Regions from separate parts of the Sus scrofa genome. Here all the other regions are linked to region 1. The links are chromatin contacts, called in public HiChIP or PLAC-seq maps. All regions are on one chromosome and are shown on one strand. Each heading gives the region's core, a stretch centred on a gene start, on an enhancer-like site or on the middle of the called end of the contact. The rest is flanking DNA. Distances are from core to core; before and after follow the strand shown.

Evidence for each region. HiChIP or PLAC-seq counts read pairs in DNA pulled down with a chosen protein or histone mark.
Region 2: a contact with region 1 is called in an H3K27ac HiChIP or PLAC-seq map of skeletal muscle, with 7 times the contacts expected there. The contact joins two enhancer-like sites. A contact is called at or near these places in 4 of 47 Hi-C or Micro-C datasets (epiblast stem cells, heart right ventricle, psoas muscle and 1 more) and 1 of 2 datasets of contacts at active chromatin or transcription factors (skeletal muscle).
Region 3: a contact with region 1 is called in an H3K27ac HiChIP or PLAC-seq map of skeletal muscle. The contact joins two enhancer-like sites. A contact is called at or near these places in 2 of 47 Hi-C or Micro-C datasets (heart right ventricle and mesenteric adipose tissue) and 1 of 2 datasets of contacts at active chromatin or transcription factors (skeletal muscle).

Annotation. Positions count from the first base shown.
Region 1 is chr11:52,348,961-52,353,921 of Sscrofa11.1, reverse strand. No RefSeq gene overlaps it. Among named protein-coding and RNA genes, the nearest start is that of SPRY2, 190 kb to the right of the region's middle. Within about 2 kb of position 1,396, at least 5 of the 83 cell types and tissues checked have an H3K27ac peak or open chromatin away from gene starts, as enhancers often do. A contact at or near this core is called in mesenteric adipose tissue and skeletal muscle, where this site is marked.
Region 2 is chr11:52,503,089-52,507,822 of Sscrofa11.1, reverse strand. All of the region lies in intron 2 of LOC110255835 (a long non-coding RNA gene), which reads left to right. Among named protein-coding and RNA genes, the nearest start is that of SPRY2, 350 kb to the right of the region's middle. Within about 2 kb of position 2,697, at least 11 of the 83 cell types and tissues checked have an H3K27ac peak or open chromatin away from gene starts, as enhancers often do. A contact at or near this core is called in skeletal muscle, where this site is marked.
Region 3 is chr11:52,172,297-52,177,177 of Sscrofa11.1, reverse strand. No RefSeq gene overlaps it. Among named protein-coding and RNA genes, the nearest start is that of SPRY2, 16 kb to the right of the region's middle. Within about 2 kb of position 3,472, at least 67 of the 83 cell types and tissues checked have an H3K27ac peak or open chromatin away from gene starts, as enhancers often do. A contact at or near this core is called in mesenteric adipose tissue and skeletal muscle, where this site is marked.

The sequences.
Region 1 (4,961 bases), core at 147-2,646:
CTTGCATCTACCTCAGTTAGTTAAGAAGTCAAGGATAGGCAGAGAGGTGATAAATAAGCCCCTACAAAGCCCCCACAATGATAAATCTATTATTTAACCTATTTTATTAGTTTTGTTTTCCCAGTTCCTTATAGGCTCTTTCATAATGTAGATGTGAACCATTGATTTATATTTTTTCATGATTTTTTGAGAGAAAAGAAGATGTAAATATGGAGAATTGCATTCCATTTCTCTTCTGCCTTGCTTCTCTATAGTTTTTATGTGTGCATTTGTTTGTTGAATTTGCAAAATACAAATACAGGAATAGCATTGGCCACTAGGATTGAATTTACTTTTTAATTAAGTGGAGCCCCTCTCTGTTTTCTATAGTATCTACATCATCTCTTGTTATGGCTCCTGCCACTAAAACTCTTAGTCCAATTTATTGAGCTGTCATTTGCCAACTTGATAAATATTTCTCCTGGCATCCTATGGCGATGGTACTGCTTGGTACTATCACTAGAGATACAATGTCTAACTAGCATGTTGCCCTCAAGTATTTTTCCTGAGCCTGACCTTATATATTCTGTATTTGACTGAAATTCTCAAAAGGACTGGCAATTTAGTGATTTCCATGGTTTTAATCATAAATGCAAGTTCTCTCTTCTTCTATATCTCAGAGACAAGAAGGAGATGATAAATCCTATGTCCCCATTCACCCACATTTCCTCACAATTCTTGAATTACAAACCTTGAAAGTGGTGAATATTTGAATCCCTGGAACTTTAAAAAGAGAAAAAAATAAATGAATAAGCAAAAAGCAAGCAAGATCTTTCACATAGCTAACACACACATGGATTTCTCTGCCCAAATTCAAATACAGAAAATGACTATAAGGCTGTGGGAAGCTAACCTGCGCTTCCCCATGCAAGGTTCAACTGAATCTATTTGTATTTCTATAACACATAGCTCAGTTAAATGTGAATTAATCTACATATCAAATTCTTGGGAGAAAGGAAAGCAAGAACCAAGAGCTTATTTTCTTTTCAATGAATATTCTATTTGACCATTTTGCTTTCACAAAGAGGAAGGAATTAGGATCATGTAGGCCTGGATGACAGTCTGACTTTCAAAAAGACATGGCAGACTTTTTCTATTTCAGGTATTATGCTTTTGTCAAATTAAATGTAAATGAACATTTATTTTTTTAATTTTACCAACATTTCTTTGCACTTGAATAGCCATATCCATAATACTACTCACTATTATGGTTCTCTAACTTTTTCCTAAGAGAGTCCATCCATTCAGAAGAACAGAGGTGCAATGAGTCATTTAATTCAAAGATACTGTGTTGAGGAAACAAGTAGTTCCAAAAACATGGCCATTATGAAATAAGCTTTGGATTCGTGATTTGTGCTAAGCAGTCCTAGGTACTCACAAATGGAGTGTGGACACATGCAAAACAGGAAAGCTAAATAAAGGTCACTCTTTACAGGAACCCACTACCACATGGCTACAAATATATTTTTCATATTTACAGATGAAAGTAAATTAGCTATAATAAGCATCTAACTGGGCTTTATCTGAGAGTTAGAAGTGGTATTAACATTTAGAAATGCAAAGATATTTAAATGAACACTACTAAATCTACCGCAGCAACTCTCAGCCCAAAAGCAATTTGTATTTTGTTGTTGTACATGTTGATAGAAAAGAAAAGAACATAACGATCTGAAGTTTTCCCCCAAAGGAACTTGACCTCCTTAGTGGGGGAAAAAAAAAAAAAAAAAAAAAACAAGAAGAAAAGTAAAATTAAAAACAGCTGTTTGGCCTAAAGGAAGAAAAAGATTCCCCAATGACAAATTTACAATCAAGAGGAAATTGGGTCCAAAGAAATGAAATGAAGACAGCCAATGTGACTGTCTCTAAATTTATATAAAATAGTTTAAGTATCAAAGGACAGGAAGGAGAAATATCTCCAAAGAACCAAACTTTACAGTAACTCTCCAAAAGGAACAAGGAGGAAAGAAGAAACAAACTAGTATTTGTATATATTATACATTTCTGAATTTTCTTTAAAACTGCTACAAAGTTCCAATATATCTTTAGCATATACTTAACACAGCCACATCAGAGAGGAGCTGATGCCAAGCCCTAACTCTAACCACATCACAGCCTGTATCTTGGATGCAGAGTCATCCAGTATGTCCTATAACAAGAAATAAACAATATTTCTGAAGTGATAGGTAAATGGAACAAAGATTAAATATGTAGACCTTATTTCTTTAGCAATTAAATTAAAACCAAAGCATGCCAAGGAATTAGAATCAGAAGTGGTAATGAAATGTAGACACTTCAGTGATCAACTCAGCCCATCCAGAAACCACAAACTGACTTTCTTGACATTTAAAAAAAATGTTTTTTTTTTCATTATTACATATAAATGCCAGATATTTTCAATGTGCCACTCTTTGCTCTCATAGGAACAGCCTAAAATCCTTAACATGTGCCAGGTGCCTGCACTCTACTTGCAATCTAAGCTATTACATCGATAAGCATAAATACCAAATTTATACTATAATATTTACAATATCTCACAAATTTGTAGATACTTAAAATATAATTCAGAATTTGAGGATGACTTAAAAGTCTCAAAGTATAATCCCATGCCTTTGTTCAATAAACACATTTTATTTTAGTCTGCTATAGTATCTTCTTCAAAAAACAGGGTTCATTTGTCAATCAACTGTCTCAGTTCAGTTCTTCCCATTGGGATTAGGGACAGTAAATCATCACAGTGTGGATTAAGATCTCATGGAATCCTGAGACTCCATCTTCAGTTATCACTTTATGTGCTTGCCCTCAGTTGCTGCATTAACTTTTCCTTCCACTTGCCACTATAGGAAACTTAGGAGCATTATGCTTCCTTCTGAACCAAAATGAAATTTTGCCAAATTATGCTGTCAGAAGCAGCTTGAAGACATATATAAGTCACAGGATGAAAACTCTTGAGCTTATTTTCTCTAATAAACATATTCTTTTTTTTTTTTTTTTTTAGTTAGAAAAGAACTTGTTAACATAAGATTTCCTTTAGTTACCTCTTGATGCTTTTAATAATATACTCATTGCTTCACACTCCATAAAAATATTCGCAGATATAAAATGTAAACCCATTAATAGGCTCTTTTGAATTAACATAATATTAAAAGTGGGGATGTAGGTAATTAGTGATAACAGAAAAAAAAAATACTTTCAAATATCTATGCTGTTCCCAATGGCAACAAATGATTTTTGTGTGAATAATACAATGTACATAAAATGAATGATAGCTGGGCCATTTGGGTAGCATATCAGGCTAATATGAAAAGGACAGAAATAATGAAGAACGGCAGATGTTGTGGCTTCTAACCAGAAGAGGCTAGACCCCTGATAAGAAAGCTCTCTGGTGGCCAAAACTGCTCAACACACATCGAAACCAAGAGCAATAAACCTGATGAGAGCTCTGGAGTGCCCAGGGAGGCAAAGCGAGCTTCCAAGATGAAAACTCCCAGAATTTTCTCCAGTTGCTTTGCCTGAAATTTAAATTCTATATTATAGAATCTTGGGTCCTTCCTAACTAAATTGGGAGAAAATAGCAAATAATTTTTGAGACAATTGCTTTTCTTTCAAAGTATCAACTACAATATTTGTGGGGTTTTTTTAAATGTACAATTTACTTTATCATTTTTATATCATATAAATGTGTTTTGGGTTTTTTTATAGTGATATTTATTTTTTTCCATTATAGCTAATTTACAGTGTTCTGTCAATTTTCTGCTGCACAGCAAGGTGACCCAGTCACACATACATGTATACATTCCTTTTTCTCCCATTATCATGCTCCATCTCAAGTGACCAGACATAGTTCCCAGTGCTATACAACACGATCCCAATGCTTATCCATTCCAAAGGCAATAGTTTGCATCTGTTAACCTCACCGACTACAGTATTTGTGCATAAACATGAAAATCCCATGGAAAGAGCTACCTGTGGGCTATTACAGATGGTGTGTAAAGAAGAGGCGTTATCTCTGAGAGGATCACAAAGGCAAACCTGACTGTACTCATAACAAAAGAGCCACAAAAAACAATAAGTTGTATAGATGATTCTTTCAGCCCAGATTCTGCCGGCTACAGTGGATAAGAACAAGTTGGGGGTTTGTTTTTTTTTTTTTTTGGTTTTGGGGGTTTTTTTGTTTTTTTGTGGCTTTTTGTCTTTTTAGGGCTGCACCCACGGCATATGGAAGTTCCCGAGCTAGGGGTTAGGAACAAGTTTTGAAATGTAACGACCAGGGTTATAATCTACAATCAGGAGCTAGGAACTAAATGTTCTTCAATGTATTTGGATTTTCTGCCTTTTGAAGACATCAGTTCCAACATGTTTCCAAGTGAATTTAATGCAGCAGATATGCTGCATTTATTCAAGAATAATTCATTTATTTTCCTCCGTTTATTAATGAAATAAATATCACAGATACATACATATATGTGTATGTATGTGTGTGTATGTAGACACATACAACCTCAGAATTGCTTAAAACGAGCAGCTTTATAAACAATTGCAGCTATAAGTGTAAACACTTGACTTTTTAGTTTTTCCCCACCTTATTATCAATAAACACCACATGCTCCTTACGTATTTTTTAATCCTGAAAATGGCTTGCAAATATACCTTCTCCCTGGTGGTTTCCTTTCACATCACCTCGAACTCTGGGGATGCGTGTTTGGATAGAATTTTAACACATTCCTAGCAGATCCAAAAGGCTTTCATTACATTTTGCATTGAACTGATTTTAAGAGGGATCCAATTTGTTTCCCATTCCTGAGGTAATGTCAGTAGATTTTACAAAGGTTTTAGCATTTGGTTTCAACCAAGTCAAATAGTTGCTTCTGAAGAAACTAACATAATCTTGGGCTTTATCGGTGGAATGTGACTTCTGCAAAGAG
Region 2 (4,734 bases), core at 1,448-3,947, 150 kb before region 1:
TAGTTTGCTTATCAAGAACTGCAAATCCTCTGGCTATTCCTGAAAAAAAAAATCGCTTTTGCTGGTAAAATAACTAATTTATTAAGTTGACACCTTGCAGATCTTATTCATCTTTTTCCTTCTCTGCAGAACTCTTCCTGTCTTGCACCTCAGCAAAGTAAACACTTTGTTTTACTTGAGAGGGCATGCACTTGTGCGTGCGTGCACACACACACATGCACGCATGCACGCACACACGGCAGCTTTTCAGCTGTTTCTAAGTGGAACAGTAAGTCAAGGCCTCAGATCCACTTTCCTGCCAGGAAAAGAAATGACAAAGGACATGCAGCTCTTCTCCCCTCTGCCTCATTCAAAGTTTCTGCCATTAAATAGAACACTTAATTTAACTTTCTTGTCACAAATGTCAAAATAAGTAAAATTTGCACATTACTTTTACCAAAACGTACAAGTAAACAATGAGATGGTAATTAAATGTAATTTTTTGGGAATTGTTGCATTCATTTTTTTAAATGAATGTGTTGTCTAAAGAACATACTGCTTCCATGACTCAACTGTTCATGAATCTTCAGTGCTCACCTTTGACTACGAATGCTACTCCTACTCCTCAACCATACCTTAAAAGAATCTCCAAAATTGCCTCAGTTGACCAGCTCTATGGTTTTCTGCAAATGTTCCTTCAATTCATATTTCTCTGCATATAGCTTGGGCTGCCACTCATAGAGAAGCCCCTGTTCCTTCATGCAAATTCCTCTTCACATTCATGACTTGCTCCCCCTGATACTCAGATACTTTCTATCTGGACTGGTTTTTCTTCTTGTATCCATCTTACCCTTAATAATGAATTCAGGAGTTCCCGTCATGGCGCAGTGGTTAATGAATCCGACTAGGAACCATGAAGTTGCAGGTTCGGCCCCTGGCCTTGCTCAATGGGTTAACGATCCGGCGTTGCAGTGGGCTGTGGTGTAGGTTGCAGACACGGCTCGGATCCCGTGTTGCTGTGGCTCTGGCGTAGGCCAGCAGCTACAGCTCCGATTCGACCCCTAGCCTGGGAACCTCCATATGCTGAGGGAGTGGCCCTAAGGAAAGCAAAAAGGCAAAATAAATAAAATAATGAATTCAGTGATATTTCAGTCATTTTTCAAATCCACCAGCCGTGGTTTTATTGTCTTGTTCTGTATTACCAAAATACCTTTTTAAAAGCTTTTCAAAATAATTTAATGATTCACATCATAATCCTTGAGGTTGGTGTCTATCCATCTTCCTAAACCATATCATTTATGAGAACGGAGACCATACTTCAATCACCTTGAAATCTCTCTAGGAACCCAATACTTTACTCATTAAAGGACTTGTCAATATACATGCGTTGCATTCAGTTGTATTTACCACTTTCTATTTATTTTAAGGCACAGCGTGATAAGCTTGAGGTTTCTAAAGTGACCCATGTCATGTATTGGAGATGTTTTCCACTAACACTGAAACTTCAAAATAAAATGAAAGAAAAAATAATGAAATTAAATTTGAAAATAAAATAAAAAGCAGAGTAGACACTAACAAAACAAGGGGACTTTTACGACTGGAAGGATTTACACGAAAAGGCAGTGGTCTCTGTGGGCCTCTTGGAAATATGCAGCTGTACTGCTGGCTGCAGTCTCTAGTTCAAGAGATATTTTCTGAGTCTGTTGTTGTTATTAATTTGTGGAGAAGAGGTCTCCGTAGAGGAAAAAAATCCAAGATTTTTGTTTCCTTTTCCATCACTCACAGTCACTGTAATGTCAACACCATTTAGGTCAAATTTCAGGCATTCAAAATGTGCAGCTTCGTCCAGCTGCAAGAGCTAAAACTCTTCTAGAGCACTGCAGCCTGACCCATAAAACATGTCTAAGGGTGTTAGTAACAATTAACAGGTGTGTACCTTCCCCAGCCCGTTTTCATAGGACATGAAATATATAAAGTAGTACACGTGGATGATTTCATGAGAATTACGTATAAGCAAATCTGTATCTGTTTTTAGTAATGGATCCCAAATAATTGAAATTATTGAGCCATAGTAAATTAAACCAAGTAAATATATAGGTTACAAAAAGGCACCGCAGCCCCCATGGTAGTCAGTGTGCACCTTGGAAAAGGTCATGGGCTCTGCTGCCCAAGAGTCTGTCCCCAAATCTCTTCTCTTCCATTAGCAGGAGGATTAAAATCCTCTCCAAGCTACCTAATTTATCTTTTTCTTCATATATAAAGTGGAGAAAATAATGCAAGTGATGGATGGTGTTAGTGTGAGAATTCAACATGGAAACAGATATCTGTTTTAGCCCAAGATGAGCAATCATGCAATGGTAGCGGTCATTTTTTAAAACATTATTTTATTATCATTAAACCACAGTCAGACTTCTATCCTTCCACTTCATGTCATCTGGTCTTCTGTCTCCATCTTCATCATGCTCTCTAGCAGCTAATCTATTCACTCCTCTTCTTGGCTGTGAGCCACACCCTTCCTCTGCACTCTGCCAAAACCCACAAAATTAATCAGGTCCATAATGCACTCACAACCTGCCTAAGTCTGCCTCTTCTTTATTCTTCTGTTAGTTCCACTTTACCAATGCCCACATTTCAGTAACCCCTATTGCCCAATGCCTCTTCCCATGTTCATAGACCAAAGCAAGTCGCTAAACAATAGTGACCGAGTCAACTGACCCCAGCTGGGCTCTCGTTGTATCTCAGCAGTTCTTTTATTTACCACTTGTTGACTCCCTGGTGCATTCCTCACCGCAGCTGTTCCAAATATTTCCGCTCTGCTCAAGTCCCTAATCCCAGCCCTCCTCCCTCCCTCTTTGCACATAACCTCACCTCCTACTGAGAAAATTGAAACCATCCCAACCTAAGTTTACACCATTGCTCTCCTCTTCTACTTAAAAAATCTGCACCTCTCTCCCTCGTTGCTTTTGCACTGACTTGAGGAACAGTGTCCTTTGCAGGGAAGCATCATGTTCTGGTGGAGTGCTTTGGGTTTGAAGTCAGACAGACCAAGTTAGATACTCTATGTTGACATGGTAAGACATTGACAAAAAAACTTTTCAGTTTCACACTGTCAATGTCATCGTCTCTAAAGTGGAGATAATAATTTCTACTTCATAAGGAGGTAAAGGATGATTAACAGACTTTTGGCAGATAGTAAACATTTAACAAATTGCAGCTATTATTATTATTTTAAAAGCCGAAACTCTTAACCTGCATTCTGAGCCTATCTATCCTAATATTTATGATGATAATGAGGATAAAGATGATGATGAAAAGGGTAAATAATTGTCTCCATGCCTTTCCTATTAAGTTAGTTGCTCAATTATCTCTCTTTTTTCTTAATTCTTTAACTCAATCCAGTTCATCGGTCAAGTTCTTTTTCTTTAAAAGAAAAATAAAAGACTATCTTCGTTTTAAGCTAAAACCCCATGCCCTAACTTTTGACCAGTATCCTTGAGAAAATTGTTACCCTACCTACCTTGTCCAAATACTTCTTAAAACTCTTCAATATAACTTTTCCCCTATTTAAACTGTCCTTAAAAGCACTGTTGAATGAATGTATGCTCGCCCAGTGCAATTTCTTCAGTCTCCAGTCTCAAACGCTCTTGTATCTCTTACTGTCACTTACCCACATCCTTCTCTGATTTCTGCAACTTTATATAAACCTCATCTCTTCTTCTTTCCCATGTTCTTTACTTGCTATTAATATTCGTTCTCTTACCAAAATGTAGCCATTTTTTAAGTTAAGTCCTTGGCTTTATTGCTGTCTTTTCTCTGAGCAACCTCATTAATTCCCATAGTTTCTCAGAGTGGATTCTCACACTTTAGAAATTTTGTATCTCTGCAATGAGCTTTATCTCTTACCAATATAAAAGTCCCTGTAACCTATTGTCAGTTTGGTATTAACCTGTTGTCTTTTTTTTTTTGCTTTTTAGCTGCATAATTCTAATTGTCTCTCAATATGTACACCTAAAAGGCCTATCAAAATTAAAATTGAGCATAAAAACATGGTTTTTATCTTATTTCAGAGAAAACGGCTCTTCCTTGGAGTTCCTTATTTCTATTCAGTAATCATTTTGTAGTCCAAGTCACCCACACCTGAAATAGTAAAGATATTAAATCAGCAACAATACGCATTGATCCCTACTCTGTGACAGATCTGGATACATAGCTGTGAGAAGAAAAAAGAGGTTCCTGAATTCTTAAAGTGCACTATGAAGGCACACACAGAGCCACTAATCCAAGTGGTATCAATATCAAAAAGGGAGTGCACAAGTTGCAATGAAAATTGTATATAACGATGAGACAGTTATTCTGAAGAGCTAGTAAAAAGGTGTCATTGAAAGTTACCTGAAAGAAGAGTAATGCATGCTAGGGATACAGAGGAAGCCCAAGAACACAGGCAGAAAGAAGTATCTTGGTGTAAGAACAAGAGTGGGGAACTGAAGAACTAGTAGAGAGTAGTTTAAAAGGAAGTATGCAGAAATACAACCTTCCAGAGTTTCTAAGCCATGTTAAACTTCAACATTTATTCTAAAAGGCAAGGGAAGTCATTTGAGACTTCTAAGTGAAGGACTAAGAAGACTCCATATTTATTTTTTGCTTCTCTTTTTTATCTTTTCAGTTTTATTAAAATATAATTGACATATAACACTGAGTATAAGGGGTACAAGGTGTTGATTCTGCACACGTATATTTGCAATATGATTACAACAT
Region 3 (4,881 bases), core at 2,223-4,722, 180 kb after region 1:
CAGTTGCATAATTTAAGTGAAAAAGAAAAAGGATGTGGCCATGGTTTTGGCCAGGAGAGGCCTTCCATCCTATTTCCCATCCCACCCCCAACCCCCGAGAAATTTACTATAGGATCCAACCCTCTTCCAACTCCATCCCTTCCCAAAGAGATCCTCTAAATAAGCGGTCCCAGGCACCAGAGACCCATCTTGCCAGCAGGTTACCGTGTCTGAAAGTTTACCTTTTTAAGCCCGATATATTTGCAAAAGCTTCCACAGCCTTACTCTCACTGCCCATTGAGTCAACTCAAAACACCCTTCTTGTTTTCTCAGTGTCCTTGCTCACCCACGTTGGACAAAGCCTTTCAGAGATATTCTTCACCTTTTCTATTTTCTATGCACCTTGATCTCACAGCATGTCGCCATTGCAGGGGCAGAGGGAAGGGAGGAGACAGACAGAAAGAGAGAGGGAGGGAGAGAGAAGAAAAGAGCCAAAGACAAAGATGAGGAAAAAAACTGACAAGAGTAGGAGGGAAAATGCCCTACCTACTGGATGACAGAACAAATTATTTCTGGGAGTGGGGAATAACGAACCAGCTGTGGTTTCCTTTCTATCGCCCCCCCAAAAGGCAGAAACAGGACATCATTTTATCTGATTTTTTTTTCCTTTGGCTAGGGGGCTTCAAGTATTTAGAACATTTTTCAATAACCACGCCTTCCTGATAACATGAGACAACACCACATACTCATTTGATAGAAGGGGAAAACTGAGGAATGGGGAGGTCAAAAGCCTGGCTCAATGTCATAGGAAAGGCAGTTGCGAAGTGAGGATAAGACCCAGGGTTCTTGACGCTAGCCCTTTACTTTATCCACAAAGTCAACACCAGCAGTCTAGATTGGTTATCTCACCCCCTTCTGTCTCAAAGGCTGAGTGACAAAGAGTGCTTAGTGTGATACTGAGTGTAAATGACAGCACAGGAAGTCCATTCTCAGGGCAAGCTGTGAGACTGGCAGCTGAACAGGAGGCCAGAAGGCAAGTCTGCACAGAGCACTTTCAGTCTATACTCGCTATCTCGCCCCTACTGTGGCCAGAGTCCACAGGGCCAAGGGGAGGAGTTCTGAGGCTGCCGGAGGACACCAGAAGGTTCAAAGTCCGCTTAACACATCAATTCCTGAGCATCTCAGAGCACAACAAAAGGCTGCAACGTAGTCCTCTACAGAATTGAGGCTCTTATGTTGTTTTAAATACAATATTTATCATTCACTTACGAAGGATATGCTACAATAGCTATGAACTATACAAATAATTACTATGCACATTCTTGAGGGACCCTGTTTTCTGACATGGCACTAACCTCAGAATTCAACTCTGAAACATGTTAATACAGCTCTCCAGGAACTCCATCCAGTCACGTATCACATGTTCGAAGCTTTAATGCTGAAAGTAAAGAAATGTTACATCAAAAACAGGTTCAGTATGAATATCAGCCATATATGGAAGAAACATTTCTATAGAAACCACACCCACTGCTGAACTCACACTTGTATCAGGGGAGATATCTGTATATGTACAAAGTGTGTAAGTTTAATCGTGTAGCACGAAGATGGGTTTCTTTGTGCTATTATGGCATTGTCATTTACTGCAACTACAAAGGAAAAGAAATAGGAAAAGAAAAGAACAGAAATAGAAAAGAAGCCCACAGTGATCTAATTCTACTATAAATTAAATTTCATTATTATCCTCCTATAAACATACCTTTCATTACAAGTGCTTTATTACAAATGAATAATCTTGTCAACAAAATAAAGGAGAAAAATAAATTTATTGTACATATACAACTAAAATCCCAAAGCATAATTTATAACTTCTCATATAATGCTAAATTATAATCAACATCTTTTTTCATTGACTATAGAGTCGTCAAAATATCCTGTAACAAAAAAGATGTTTTACCTAATCTTAATATCTAATCTTAACATTACTGTTTAATTATACTTAAATTGATTGAAAGAGACCTTCATTAAAATCTGACAGACCTTCAAATACAGATTTTTTAAAATTCTAAGTGTCCACAAGTTGTGAAAAGCTAATCTCTAAGGTACACACTGAGAGATCGCAAAACAATTTTCATTTAGAATGGATTTCTGTTTGAAATACCAAGCATCTATAAAAATCAACAGCCATCATCATAGAAGGGAATTGTTTTGTGTTATTTATTTATACTTATATTTTTAATTATTGGTAAGGTCAATCAGAGGTTGGCAGATTTTTCCAGAATATTCAAGGAGGAAAAGACACACACAAAGAGAACACAAAGACAGGCGCAAAAAAAGGCATTTAAAAAAAAACCCAAAAGCCCAAAATAAACTTCTTTAAAATACCAGACTACTTCAGTTATGACACATGCACTAGCTTGGGGTTCCTAAATCAGCAGACTGAAGAAAAACTGCCTTGTCATCAGAATGCCAAAATATATAGCTCTCACGAGGAGCAGATACATGGAGCTATAGGTCTAAATCTAAACTCTCTCTGTGGAAGAGAACACACTTTAGCTGTGTAATAAGCTGAGCCCCTGCACCAAGACATGAGAAATTACACCAAAGCTCTTCTAATGACACGCCACTAAACCCGTTTTCCTTTCAAAGGGGAGGAGAGCACAGACAAGGGACAGTCACTGCAGCAAACAGAATGCAAAAATGAAAAGCTGAAATCAAAAGACCGATGAAAGCATAACATTAAAAAGAGAAGTGTTTAGCTGCTAAATCATCCAAATTGCTTTGCCAAATTTTGACATGCTTGATTTCCTGTAGTAAAAAATCTCCTCTCTTTTTTTTCCCCCTTTCTTTGAAAAAAAAAAAAAAAAAAGTGAGGAAAAATAACCAGCTGTTCCTTGTATAGTTCAGGAAACAAGTTTGATTTATTACTTGAAGGTTATTTTTGAATGAGCTGCTTGTGGCAGCCAGAGTGCAAGAAAAGTCACTGAGGCCTGTCCACTTGAAGGGCTCAAACTGTTTCCTGAACAGTCCTTCACTCCGCACCTCCAACGGCTATTATTGACAACGTGTGACTGGGGCCTTCCAGGATTTTAAAACAGCAGGGGTCCCGACCAAACAATCGGGCTGTCAATTACCTTTTCCCCTGTTGTGAAAAAGGGGCCCAGGACAATGCAACTTCCCAGCGGGACGCCCTGCAGCTCCCAGTCCGTAACCCACTCTTGGCCCCGTTCAGCATTCAAAACCCAGTAAAGGGTCGGTGCCTTCGCTTTTGTCTGTGTGTGTCAGCGCCAACCAGAGTGCCTGCAAGGTGGATGTCTCCACGGACGGAGTTTTAAGTTCTGGCGTGGGCAAGAGGGGCTGCCTGCATTGCTCTCTCTGGTGCTCGCGTTTGTTTTTTCGGTAAGATCCCAACGCACACAAAGAGCACGCACCCCACCCCCCGCCGCCCCTTCTGTAGGCACGTCCTCCGGGAACGCCCAGCCCTCTCCACCTAGACTGTGGCTTGAAAAACTTCCTGTGCGCATTGATGACTCGCTGTGAGGACTGTCCATCATCCCGCCCCTTTGTCCGGCAGTCACTTCCATTCGCATTTGACTGACTGAGGAAGCCTGAGTTATTTGTAAAGAACAACAAGGCTTTTCATTCATAATTTTCGTAGGGGGACAGGGTGCTAATGACTGAGCTTGAATAACTCGGGAATGCGGTATTCAAGGCAGGAAGAAGCCCAACCGACTGCCAAATGAGGGCAGAGAGGATGTAGGTGAAAAGTGCCCGGGTAAAAAGCCAAACAATGGCAGGAGGATTACACAGGTCTGCAAATCCAAAGCGAGGTTTTAAAAGGTGAGACCCTCCGAAAGATGGAAGCGGGAAGGAGGGCAGGGAGAGTCTAACAGGATTTCATTAGCGTTGGGATCAAGTTACATGGCAGAGTTTACAGAATCCGAAACCCATAAAGGGTCGACAGAGGAAGTGATCTTTTCTTCCACTGCTGGTTCTCCTACAAAAACAGAAAAAAAGTTAAAAAAAAAAAGTAAAACTGGTTCTCACTCTCTTTTGGTACCTTTCACAGGTTCAGACAAAGAGAGTTTGTTTTGCAGGGGTACTCAGCTTGGCAATCCAGTCTAGGTTCCAAAGAGCTTGCTTTACTTTCAGGTCTCTCGTCAATTTTATGTATATGCAGCGTAAACACAATGTATAATAATTTTATATACCTGCTGCTTCCAAGGGGGAGAAATTGCACAAATGTCAATTTCTGGCCTAATTTAACTATATAGATAAGTATTACAAATGTTTATTCTCTTGTTAAAACAATACAATTGTAGTCTGGTTTTTTAAATTAAGAAATTAAAAGTATCACATTGAATTTCTTAAGGCACAATTTTATACATTAGAGTATAGAAAATAATCCAGAATAACAATGTTGCACATTTTAATATAATACAGAATGATACAAGCTGCTTTAAAAAAAAACAATGTAACTCCATACATGAAGAATGTTTCAATCATTATTAGAAAATGTTTACTATGTCTTTTTGCTAAAGCATGTCAAGTAAAAGTTAACACATACTAATTTCGGAAGAATTCAGCAAAAATAAATTAGCAGGCAGTAGGATTCTAGTTCTATCTCTGTTGAGTCTACTAGCCCTCGTGGCCTTAGGAAGCACTTAGAGATACTGAGGTCCAAGGTCGAAGTTCAGATTCTGGGCCAGGGGTCTACTTAGCTCTAAGTCCTAAGTCACAAACTGATTCAACAAACATTCCTTAAAATTGAGGCACTAACTACCATCATTGTGTCATTAAAATCCATTATCTCATATCACTCTGACAACCATCCTCTTCTGACCAATGGGAAAACTGAGGTGCGGAGACTCTCCAGTACTTCCCATCTGTTTCCACCTGAGTCCC